Linked DNA regions of Gadus morhua: region 1 is linked to region 2. Evidence: chromatin contacts called from public Hi-C data. All regions are on one chromosome and are shown on one strand. The core of a region is the stretch at or near the end of the contact, and the rest is flanking DNA. Distances in the headings are between cores, read along the strand shown. Region 1 holds the start of LOC115532067. Region 2 holds the start of LOC115532098 (coxsackievirus and adenovirus receptor homolog).

Region 1 (5,341 bases), core at 2,320-4,819, 280 kb before region 2:
ACTGTTTGAAGATTGTCTTGTTTGCAGACTAGCTCGCTCCATGCTCTTGATAATTTCTAATCCATCGCCAAGATAATCCATTGTTATCGGAAATAATCCATTTGCAAACACCGTCGGTTGCACTATTTTCGCATATTCACGTGCACACCCAAATGGCACGACAATTACTTGTATCATGAAATTAACGAACTGTAAGGCAGCGTGGAGCCCAGCTGCTGCACCCGTGTACTTTACTTTTCTTATCTTATTATATTATAATAATTATTATATATATATATAAAAAATATAATAATGTAATAATATATAATGTGCAATATATATACATATCTTACACTGCATTACTACAGGTTCATTTCATGGCAGCAGACACTCTCCATGTCAGTGGACATAGGGACACAAACCCTACACAAGCACCACCGATTGTTTCCTGTGCGCTCAGATACATCTCTCTCTCCTTCATCTATTTCTCCTCCATAGTCAGGCTCTGTTGGGGGCACTAAAACTCCGACTTCTCTTACTGGCTCAAAAGCATAGGCAATTGGATGCCTGCCCTCATTGGTGGGTCTATCCCATTCGTCCATATCCATTTTGTTGAGGCAGTAAGCTACCTGTGAGGCTATGAGCCGCTATGTAAACAACATAGAATGTTAATACCAACCATTCTCGTGACGTCATCGTATTCTGAAAACAGAGATGGCGGCGCACAGGCTGAAAACATTGTAATTAATGCAACGTGTTTGTGCTTCATTCTGAATAACGGGACATATTTCCGACTTTATTTGTATTTATGGTATATTTAAATATTTAACTAGTGCTATAGACATGTTTTATTTGATTGCTTCCTTTCCACTTTAAGGTTTTAAGGTTTCAAAAGTCCTTTATATGAACAGCCTTTGAAGTGTGGCGATTCACTGGGTACTGAAATTCTATTTTTTTTATATCTATAAATGGTCATGTGACCAAAATAAAATCAACAACCACTGCTCTTTACAGAGATGACTCAATACCTATCCATTCGGCAATATTACTTACTTTTGGCTCAAAATGTATTGGTGCGTCACTTCTGAATTCTGGGAAACGCTGCTAATAGCTCTGGATTAAAATGTGTTGGAAATAGGGCAAGTGGGAATAATAAAGCTAAATCAACCAGAACTAATCCTTCAAAGTCGCTCCATCTTTGTTTGTTGATGACGTGACACCTCCACATTCACTGCTCCAACACTCCAACAGATGGTGTAGTTGAGCCATGAGTTGAACACTTCCAATCCGAGTCAGACATGGAGGGAGAGTTTGTTTACTGGATCGATCATGACAATTGATATGACATTCAATACAAACTATGACTTTAAGGACGGACCAGAATAATAAATGCTGATTTGATTTGTGATTTGGTTGCATGATTTCGACTTCTCAAACACGTATGCATATGCTTACGGGAGTGTTTTTAAATATATTAAATAACTTAAATATTTCGTTATTTGGTAGATGGCTAAAGTTGAATTGCTTTCTGTGTCTTGTGTTCAGTTCAAGAGGAGCCCTCCTAAAGTTCCCTACAAGGCGATCGCACTTGCAACCTTTCTCTTCGTAGTAGGGGCCTTGTTGATCATCATCGGGTCCCTTCTGCTTGCAAAATACATAAAGGTTGAGGTAGGAGTAAACACTCTTGCCTCTTACACATTCATTTCAAATGATTACATGAGAACCAGGCACTGGAGTAGGAAATGGAAATCTTTACTTAGTTATAAGTTTCAATAATGCTTTCTCCATCAAAAATCTTGTTCTAGCATTAGAGTCGATCACAGCCTGATTCAGTCCACTACGATATCAATAGAAATAGAAGAGGATGAGCCATTTTAGGCTACTTAGTCGCATAGTATTCCTCTTTGGCAAGTGTTTCAATACCATTATTTTGTGGGGTGACATAGACACTCATTTCTATCAACATACAGAAGACCAAAAGATAAAATAATAAAAATCGGCTTATTATATATTCAATTTTTTTCTGAACATCACAATACATAAACCCCAATCTTCCGCCTCCCCTTTTCAGCATCCGGACCGTACCATTCCCGTCCTCATCATAGGGGTGCTGGTGTTCCTGCCCGGGTTCTACCACCTGAGGATCGCCTACTACGCGTCCAAGGGCTACCGTGGTTACTCCTACGACGACATCCCTGACTTTGGGGATTGAGAGCAGTGTTAGCGTCGTGTAGATGTCCTGATGCCATGCTAATGCTAATGCTAATCCTCTGGCCAAACCTATGCACCGCGCGGCTTGGCGCCTCTTTGACTTGATCATTTCACATACGGCTGTTTCGGACTACTCTGTTTCAAGGCAGCCTTTTGCTATAGGAAACCCTGGTTGGTGTGTCGTACCGCCTTACCGTGCGGTGCGTTGGAGTTTCTCTGGTAGACTGCTAGTTATTTTGTGACGTGTGTGCAGTTTACAGATGTTGCAGATTATGTAGCAAGGCTTGAACTGACCTCCACCCTCAGGCCGTCAAAACCAATGCTGTATTCCAGACTCACGGGAGTCTCGCTGTTGTTATTTAAATATTTGATGTAAATGGTAGCTTCAGTTATGCACTATATATATATATAAATATATATTATATTATATGATGGCCAAATGATACTACTGCATAGACGCATAGGGTGTAGGTACCTAGTCCACAGAGGCCTTTGCTTTATATTGCGTACACCTCTCCAAAGGTTTAACAATAACAACGGCAACTGACAGCCTGCCCGTGTCTTTAATGCTATGACAGACAAGTTGACCAAGTTTGCATATCTTTTAATTTGTACTACACATCATCTTCACATCTTGGAGATCCCAGACTTCACTTAGTTTGCAACGCTTGGTAGAGACCCGACGTGCCTACAGCAGTTTACCATCAGCTGCTCTCTGACCCAAAAGGGCAATATTGGCTTTAGTGTGCATTGCATGGTACCATGCACTGCTACGATGTGCTTGATGCTACTTAGGCCACGGATATCCCATCCTCAGGGATTTAGATCCGCAACATCTTATGTATTTGAAGTGTTTATTAGGCATACAATAGTGTTGGTATACAATAGAGGTTGAGTATGCTTGTAGAAAAAGCTTGAAGAAATACTTTGATGCAATGATTGTATTTGAATTGTTATACAAGATTTGACTGACTGAGTAATATATTCCTCAGAATATTTGTACTTTTCGAAGAACACCAATTTCTTTTGAATTAAATAGATATTTGAAAGTTCAGTGAGTCGTTTCCTTTACAAGAGGATTTTTTCCCCCAATAGATTTTATTGAGATTAAGGAGGCCCTCTTGCGGTTACAAGGACAAAAACACATTTCTATGTCAGGGAACTTTTATGCCAACCTACGACCATGAATTATGCCGCATGCAAAAATAAATCTCCCTTCAATGTGGGAAGTGATGCTGGTTAGAGTGCAAGGACTAAATACGTTGAACCTGTTATCAGTCAAAGGTAACACAACTCCCCAATACAAGAAGGGTTTGTATGTGTTCGAAGTCCAACTGAGTTGAGGGGGAAAGGCGACTCCTGATTGGTCGAGCAGGATTGGGGGTGGATGTGGATGGGGGCGGAGGTGGTGAGCGATGGAGCAAAGCGCAAAGTAAGTCACCCAGCGGAGCGCAAAGCAAGTAAGTCACTCACTGGAAACTATTTTATTTATTTAATATGTAAGGGCTGGGCTATTACCTGTTGATTGTTTTTGAAAAAAGTTTGGCGTGGAAGTTGCTCTAACACAGATATACTAAGATCTAAGCGTCCTCGGTGTATTTATTATTGAGAGACGGGTGTGTAATAGAAGTAGGAAGGACGTGTAGAAGGGATGCGTTGTAACCGCCGAGTACTAAGGACGTTAAATTGAAGTTCCCAGAGTTTTGAACGATAAAATTTCAACCGAAGACACAAAGCCTACCCTTCAGTTTGAATTAGTTTCAAGTAGTCATAGACTTTATAATGAAATTCTCGTACTGCAGGCTATTTAAAACCCCTCTCCACCATTTAATTAGACCGCCAGTGGGTAAGGAAGGCCATGCACGAAGCTGCATGGTTCTACTGGGCGCTCTTAATCGATACTGTTGTGGAGAGCCGCATTGAATTAAATGTGCTAAGAATTAGCCCCTCGTTTTACGGGCTAGGGTTTGAGTCACTGGATATTAGTAGGCCTACAGGTGTCCTGTACGTTTTTTCCTGACTATTTCCTTTGAAATGTGTTTCTGAATGTATTTTTTCACTTGCATGCATCTTTCTTGAAGTAAATGTCAGGCGTACCTGTTCTTACAGGTGGAAATACCTATCCTGTATCGATTTTGAATTTACACTGGCGATTTTTTTAATCTTGTTTACTGGTGGCAGATAGGATCTGTGCGATGACATAGACTGTTCGATGTCTAATTAGCGTTGGATCAGTAAAAAGCGGAGTAGAAAACACAATCAATTCCCCTGTGGAGGATGATATCTTTCCTGATTTTTGGAGCATTTCTTGCTTGCTTTGATCAACTTGTTTTCTGAGATGATCAATATTCTATGTTTTACTGAGTTAGATTAAAAAAATTTGAATGTGGCCTGCAATACATTGTTTTAAGTCCCTGGCCTAATTCCATTTTAAATTACATATTAAACAGAATTTAATCCAAGGACATCGTAAAATTTCCCCCAGTAAGAAATCTTTTTAATTAAGGACTATTTAAAAACACCTCAATGGTCTCGCCATACTCGAGTACCATTTGTATTTAATGAAAGCAGCCAAATAAAAATACAAAGATTGGGAAACTGAAGCTTTAAAACACAAGTGTAAAGGATTTGGCAAGGGCAGCAGTGGTTTGTGAATAGTTGAGTTACCTGGTAGCACTAAATTCCCTCTGAATTCCCCTCCAGCAGACCTGAAACCGTATGTTGGCATGTTTCTATTTCATATTTACGGCGAGAACAGTCTCTTGTGTTACTTAGCAGTGTATCATAGCCTCTGCTGTTATTACATGATCACTTAAAGCTAGTGCCACTGCATGTTATTGTGTGTGAGTCTCAGGCAGGGGGATCTGTCTAGGGACCGTGTGTTACCATGGCTGGGCTGAATCAATTGTAGTGTGTGTTTGTGGAACCTATTTGAGTGAGAGTTGAGTTTGATTGAAAGAGAAAACATAAATTCTACCCGGGGCTTTAACAATGTGTTATTTTTCCCTTCCTGGTTATTTTTCCCTTCCAGATACGCCTGTCTCCTCTCATAGTTTCATCTCTTGTTCTTACTCTGTTATGTATTTTTCACCTGTCTACCCTTTTTGCTGCTGCATCTCTCTCCCACTCTCCCTCACTACTTTCTTTATAC
Region 2 (4,850 bases), core at 1,589-4,088:
AGGAAGGGGAGTACAGGAGTGCTGGGGGAGGAGGGAAAAAGAGAAGGGAAGAGATGAGGAGAAAAGCAGAAGAGGGAAGAAGAAGGGAGAAAAGAGGGGGGGGAGAGCAGAGAAAGGGAGAAACAAAGCGAGGCACAGAGAAGAGAGGAGGGGAGCGACGAGGAGAGAGCAAGAGTTGATCTGTAAATGCCCGACCGGGTGCAACCGTGCGCCCTGCTCTGTGATGACCGTGATTTGGCGCAGATTCAAAACTGGAGCCAAAAAATAAACACTTTTGGTTTTAAGTTCGGCAGTGTAACTCTGCAGTGACGAAGCCGGGCTTTTTGAGCCCCAGTGGAGTTAAAAGGATACGTTTGATTGGAAACAAAGGGTGGTCATTTTGGGTTCACGTCGGAGTTGAGTTCACACAGTTGTGAATACAGCCGTTATGAAATTGTAGTAGTACTCAAGGGTGGGCACAGTGGCACACACACACCCACACACATATATATACACACACACACTCTTAGATTATCACCATGACTACAAGAAAATGCTAAGAATGGGAGAGAACCACACAATACAAGAGAACAGATCCATATAATGGAATAGAGCAAGGTTATGAATGCATTCGTCCTTATCTTTACAGGACTGAAGAACAACGTAACTCCAACACATCAAAGGAAAATTAGAAATGCGCCGAGCCCAGGCCCATTCCTGATTCATGCTATATTTTTTTAAACAAACACTATTTAAGTGAAATAATGAATACTCCTGATATCAATACTAAGTGATGTTTAGAAAAGGAACACAGACTTGTTTTACCATGATAATAATTGGCGTTTAAATTAACCAGCCCTACAGGCAACACTGACCCATGCAGGTCAATGGAGAAGCGCAATAGCTAACAAAAAACATTTGTTCATTTTAAACGTGTTAATTTGTCTTGTACGATCGGCAACCTAGTAGTCTATAGTACCTTTTTATCACTGTGACTGAAATAAATCAATGCTCAAGGATGTGTACAGATTAAGGCTGCGGACAATGAAGACCGAACCAGAAGCTTACGTTTTGGTGTCGAACACCAAATTCATCTATCCACTAACCCACCACCTACTAGTTGCATTTGTTATTCCTCCATGACACTTTATTTTTTTGCTTCTGCTTATTCCACATGCACCATTAATGACCCGCCCAGCCACTCCACTGCATCCTTTGGGTCTCAGTAGGAATAGCCAGAGCTGTTTGCTGAAAGGATTTGATTGGTTTGTTGAGACCTCAGGTTGGACCCCCACATGCTCTTTTTACATCTCACCCCTTCTCGTGTGTAGACAAGTTCAGACATTGGGCAGCTAGCGATCAATAGACATCCATTCAATTCGAAACAAGTGTTTTGCAGCTTTTGTTAAGTAAGTGCATAGAAACTGTCATGTAATAGTGCCCAAAAATAAAGAAAACCACATGCTGGGGTTCTGTGTCTCCTCACCACTCTGTGTGCTCATTTATTGGCAGTCTGAATTCTGAATGCAGAGAAACATTTCAATGTTGGTGCGAGTGTAAAAAGGAGGGGGTGTTTTGTTAACAGATTTGAATGCTGGATAAGCATTCTGTGTTTGAACACAACCGCAAATGCTCACAGACTCAGAGACAGAGTGAGAAGCGAAGAGTTAGAATTGCTGAATGTCCTTGAGCACAATGGTGAATTTTGGATAGAACTGAGGACTTTGTGTTTCTTTGACCCACCGGTTGCAATGGACTGGCTTAAAGATTGAATGTGTGTTGTTGACAGTCTCATTCTATGTAATTTCTTACAACTGGGAACTAAGCATTTCATTTTGATTCAGAGGTAAATGCTCAGGCTGCGTTCCAATCAGTTGAAAAACACCCCCTCCCAGAATTATTCAAATGTCGCTCTGCATTCAGAATTCAGAATGCACAAACTGCCTATAATGCAGCTACTTTCTTCACTCAGTATTTTAACTGCCTGAGTCGCTAAGTCCATGAGCATGAGTGTTTAAACACTGGGAGTTTAACCAAACCATGGCTGATTTACATCTCAAATGCATAAACAAAGATAACCATTATCATGTGCACTTAACAAAGCAGCCTAATGCTTTAAAGTTGTGTGCAGCACGCCACTCTCCCCGGGTATTGCCTCCTGAATAACTGGTTCCTGGTTTCCTGGTCTGGGGACATGGGGAAACCTGACACTCGTTACATGTTGAAGGTGTTCAGATCGGTGTCTGATTACATATACCGTATAAATACATACCCTTGCACTTCCTTTATTTAATTCGGTTTAAACTCGTTGGTTAGTTATTTTTTGCACAATTTAAGTTTATAACTCAATAACACACACACACTTTGCTTCATTATTGAGTTTTATTTAATTTGGTTCTTGTTGTTTGATGGTTGGCAGCATAATTATTTATGCTGCCAACCATCATAGTCTTCCTCAACAAGAAACAAGAAAATCCTTATTCAAGTACAATGTGTTTTTTTGTATTTAAGAAAATAGTAGTTTGTGTTACTTACAACCGTATTTTTGTACTGAATATGTATTTACATTAAATTACTATAAATTAACAATAAATTGTATACGTTTTATTCTAATAATCTTTTTATAGTTTATTATTATTATCTGATATGTATAATTGTATTGCTGTACTATATGTGCAATTTTGTATTTTCATTTACCAGTAGAGATGGTGAGAACATAATCAGTACTATTCATGCTGTGTTAAAGCACTAAGCAATACTGCAAGGTGACACCAAACCCAACAAGAAAAACAGGTGTGGCTCTCTGCCAATGGCATGGCGTTATGCTAATGATGGGGGAGTTAGTGCCAGACTCTCAGTATGAAGCGGAAAGACTACCGACTACAATGAAAGTCGGTCATACGCGCCCAATGGCTAGACTTCCATCGAGGTAACTAAACAAAAAGCCTTTACACTGTTTTAAGTATAGTAATCTGCAATTGCATGTTGATATTGCTGTTAACTATGCTGTATTGGTAAAGTAAGACTGAACATAAGTGTTTATTATTTCCTTATCGCCATCTCTGTGACGCTAAGATTCAGAATTAAAATCAGAAATCTTATTTGTATATTTACTATTTACATTTGCACATCAAAAGTAAAGCAACATTAGGGCAAAGTGCAAGGTGTTCAAAGCGTGAAATGGCAGGGGGCAGCATAGTAATAAGTACACATAAATATATATCTATACATTATATTACTTTATAGTTCATACTCTGTATGACCTCTGCCCTCTGGATACAGTGTTCTTCAATGTACATTTTCTGTCATGTTTCAGTTACAGTGGAATATATCTGTTCCGCGTGATATACACAGCCTTTCTTAGCACAGGTGAGACACACAAACACGCACACCCGCCCGACCCACAGCTTGACAATCTGCAGGCAACAGAACGCCTTTTCCATTCTTCTCAAGCCAAAATGAAGCTCTGTACTGCTAGGTAGGAACTCGCCTTTTGTGTTGCTATGGCGCACACATGCTCGTCCAATCAGATAAGGCACTGAGCTGGCTCCCAAGAGGGATGCCGACCCTCTAGTGTAGCGAAAGATAGACTATGAGCCAATTTATGATCACTGTGTACGGACTAGACGAATGAAATCGTCTCAGTGAGAATGGTCATCACATTGGTTGCCTTTGAAAAAACAAAAACATTTTGTCATGTACTTAAACATGCCTAATGCTCGATCGAGGGGAACTCTTGTATAACAGTGCGTGTGCACCTATTTAGCTGTTCCCTCTGAACTCAAACATCCGCACCAATGAAACCACACAATTTCAACCACCAAGCCACTCTGCCAAGCTGCCCTTCATCAGCGGGAAGTTAACCAAGCTACATGAAACATGCTAGGTTCATAGCAACAACAGGTCCCTTTCACACCTACGCCTGGTGCTTGATTCAGGGCAATGTTTCAGAGCTAATTATTGTCAAAAATTGGTTGGTTTGATAATTTATACTTTAATGAGCTTGTTTACAAATGGCCACCAATGACAACTGAAAACACCAGTCTGTGTGGATGGGCAAGCTTACATTTCTTTGAGGATTTTGTCAAATTGCGACGTGATCGAGGATAGGGTGGTCTTGATATTTGTTTGTCGTATTTGTTCAAGGTAAACAAAAAAGTGTCAACAAAACTTTTACCAGCGCCTTTGTGATTTAAACACTTTAAGAACATAACTGCACACAAATAAGAAATATCACTTTTTTGAATAAACTGCACTATTCCGGTTATACTTGCATCGGCAAAGCAGTGAAACCATATACACCCTCATTGTAATCAATGTTTGATGGTGTCTTTGAGGCATCTTATTTTTCTAAATCTATTGAAGGTAGCCTCAAAGCTTCTAAAAAAATGCAGGTGTTTTTTAACTACTAAAAGCAAATAACAAAGAATAGGCGGAAAAATACGCAATTCCATAGAATGCGTATTTCCATAACCCTTATCGGCATAATCGTATGGACCTTGCAACGAGTATAAAGGCCCAGCTCCTATTTGCATTCAGGAAAGAATAGAAGTGGAGTATTTTTCAATCTGTATGTCACAGCACATAAGTTGGTCACAGCAAGGGACGAGTGAAATGGCTGTGATACCAACATATAAATGACAAAAATAGACATTTGATTGGTCTCATTATACCTAGAGAAATTGCTCAGCTGTATTTCACTTTTTGACATGGTCATGAGAAAATATTTTACTGTATCATTAAGGAGCAGGGTGTTCGAGCATTTTGCTCAAGGATACCTACAGATTAGCTGCGGACATTTCCGTTTTAACCATTTAGCCTGGTAGTCAAACAGCCTAACCGCTACACCATCCTTGCCCTGCACAAATTAT

Evidence for each region. A called contact is a pair of places that touch in the nucleus more often than the background predicts.
Region 1: a Hi-C map of blood shows a contact between it and region 2, with 4 times the contacts expected there. The contact joins the promoter of LOC115532067 here to the promoter of LOC115532098 in region 2. A contact is called at or near these places in 2 of 6 Hi-C or Micro-C datasets (blood and heart).

What each region holds. Positions count from the first base shown.
Region 1 is chr19:6,389,582-6,394,922 of gadMor3.0, reverse strand. It overlaps LOC115532067, which reads left to right and starts at 3,569. Exons shown (of 21, transcript XM_030341547.1): 1 at 3,569-3,650. LOC115532068 (transmembrane protein 230) reads left to right here. Exons shown (of 4, transcript XM_030341548.1): 3 at 1,525-1,647; 4 at 2,051-3,244. The coding sequence ends at 2,191.
Region 2 is chr19:6,110,987-6,115,836 of gadMor3.0, reverse strand. It overlaps LOC115532098 (coxsackievirus and adenovirus receptor homolog), which reads left to right and starts at 2,838. Exons shown (of 8, transcript XM_030341619.1): 1 at 2,838-2,908; 2 at 3,296-3,348. The coding sequence starts at 2,865. All of the region lies in intron 2 of LOC115532100 (a long non-coding RNA gene), which reads right to left.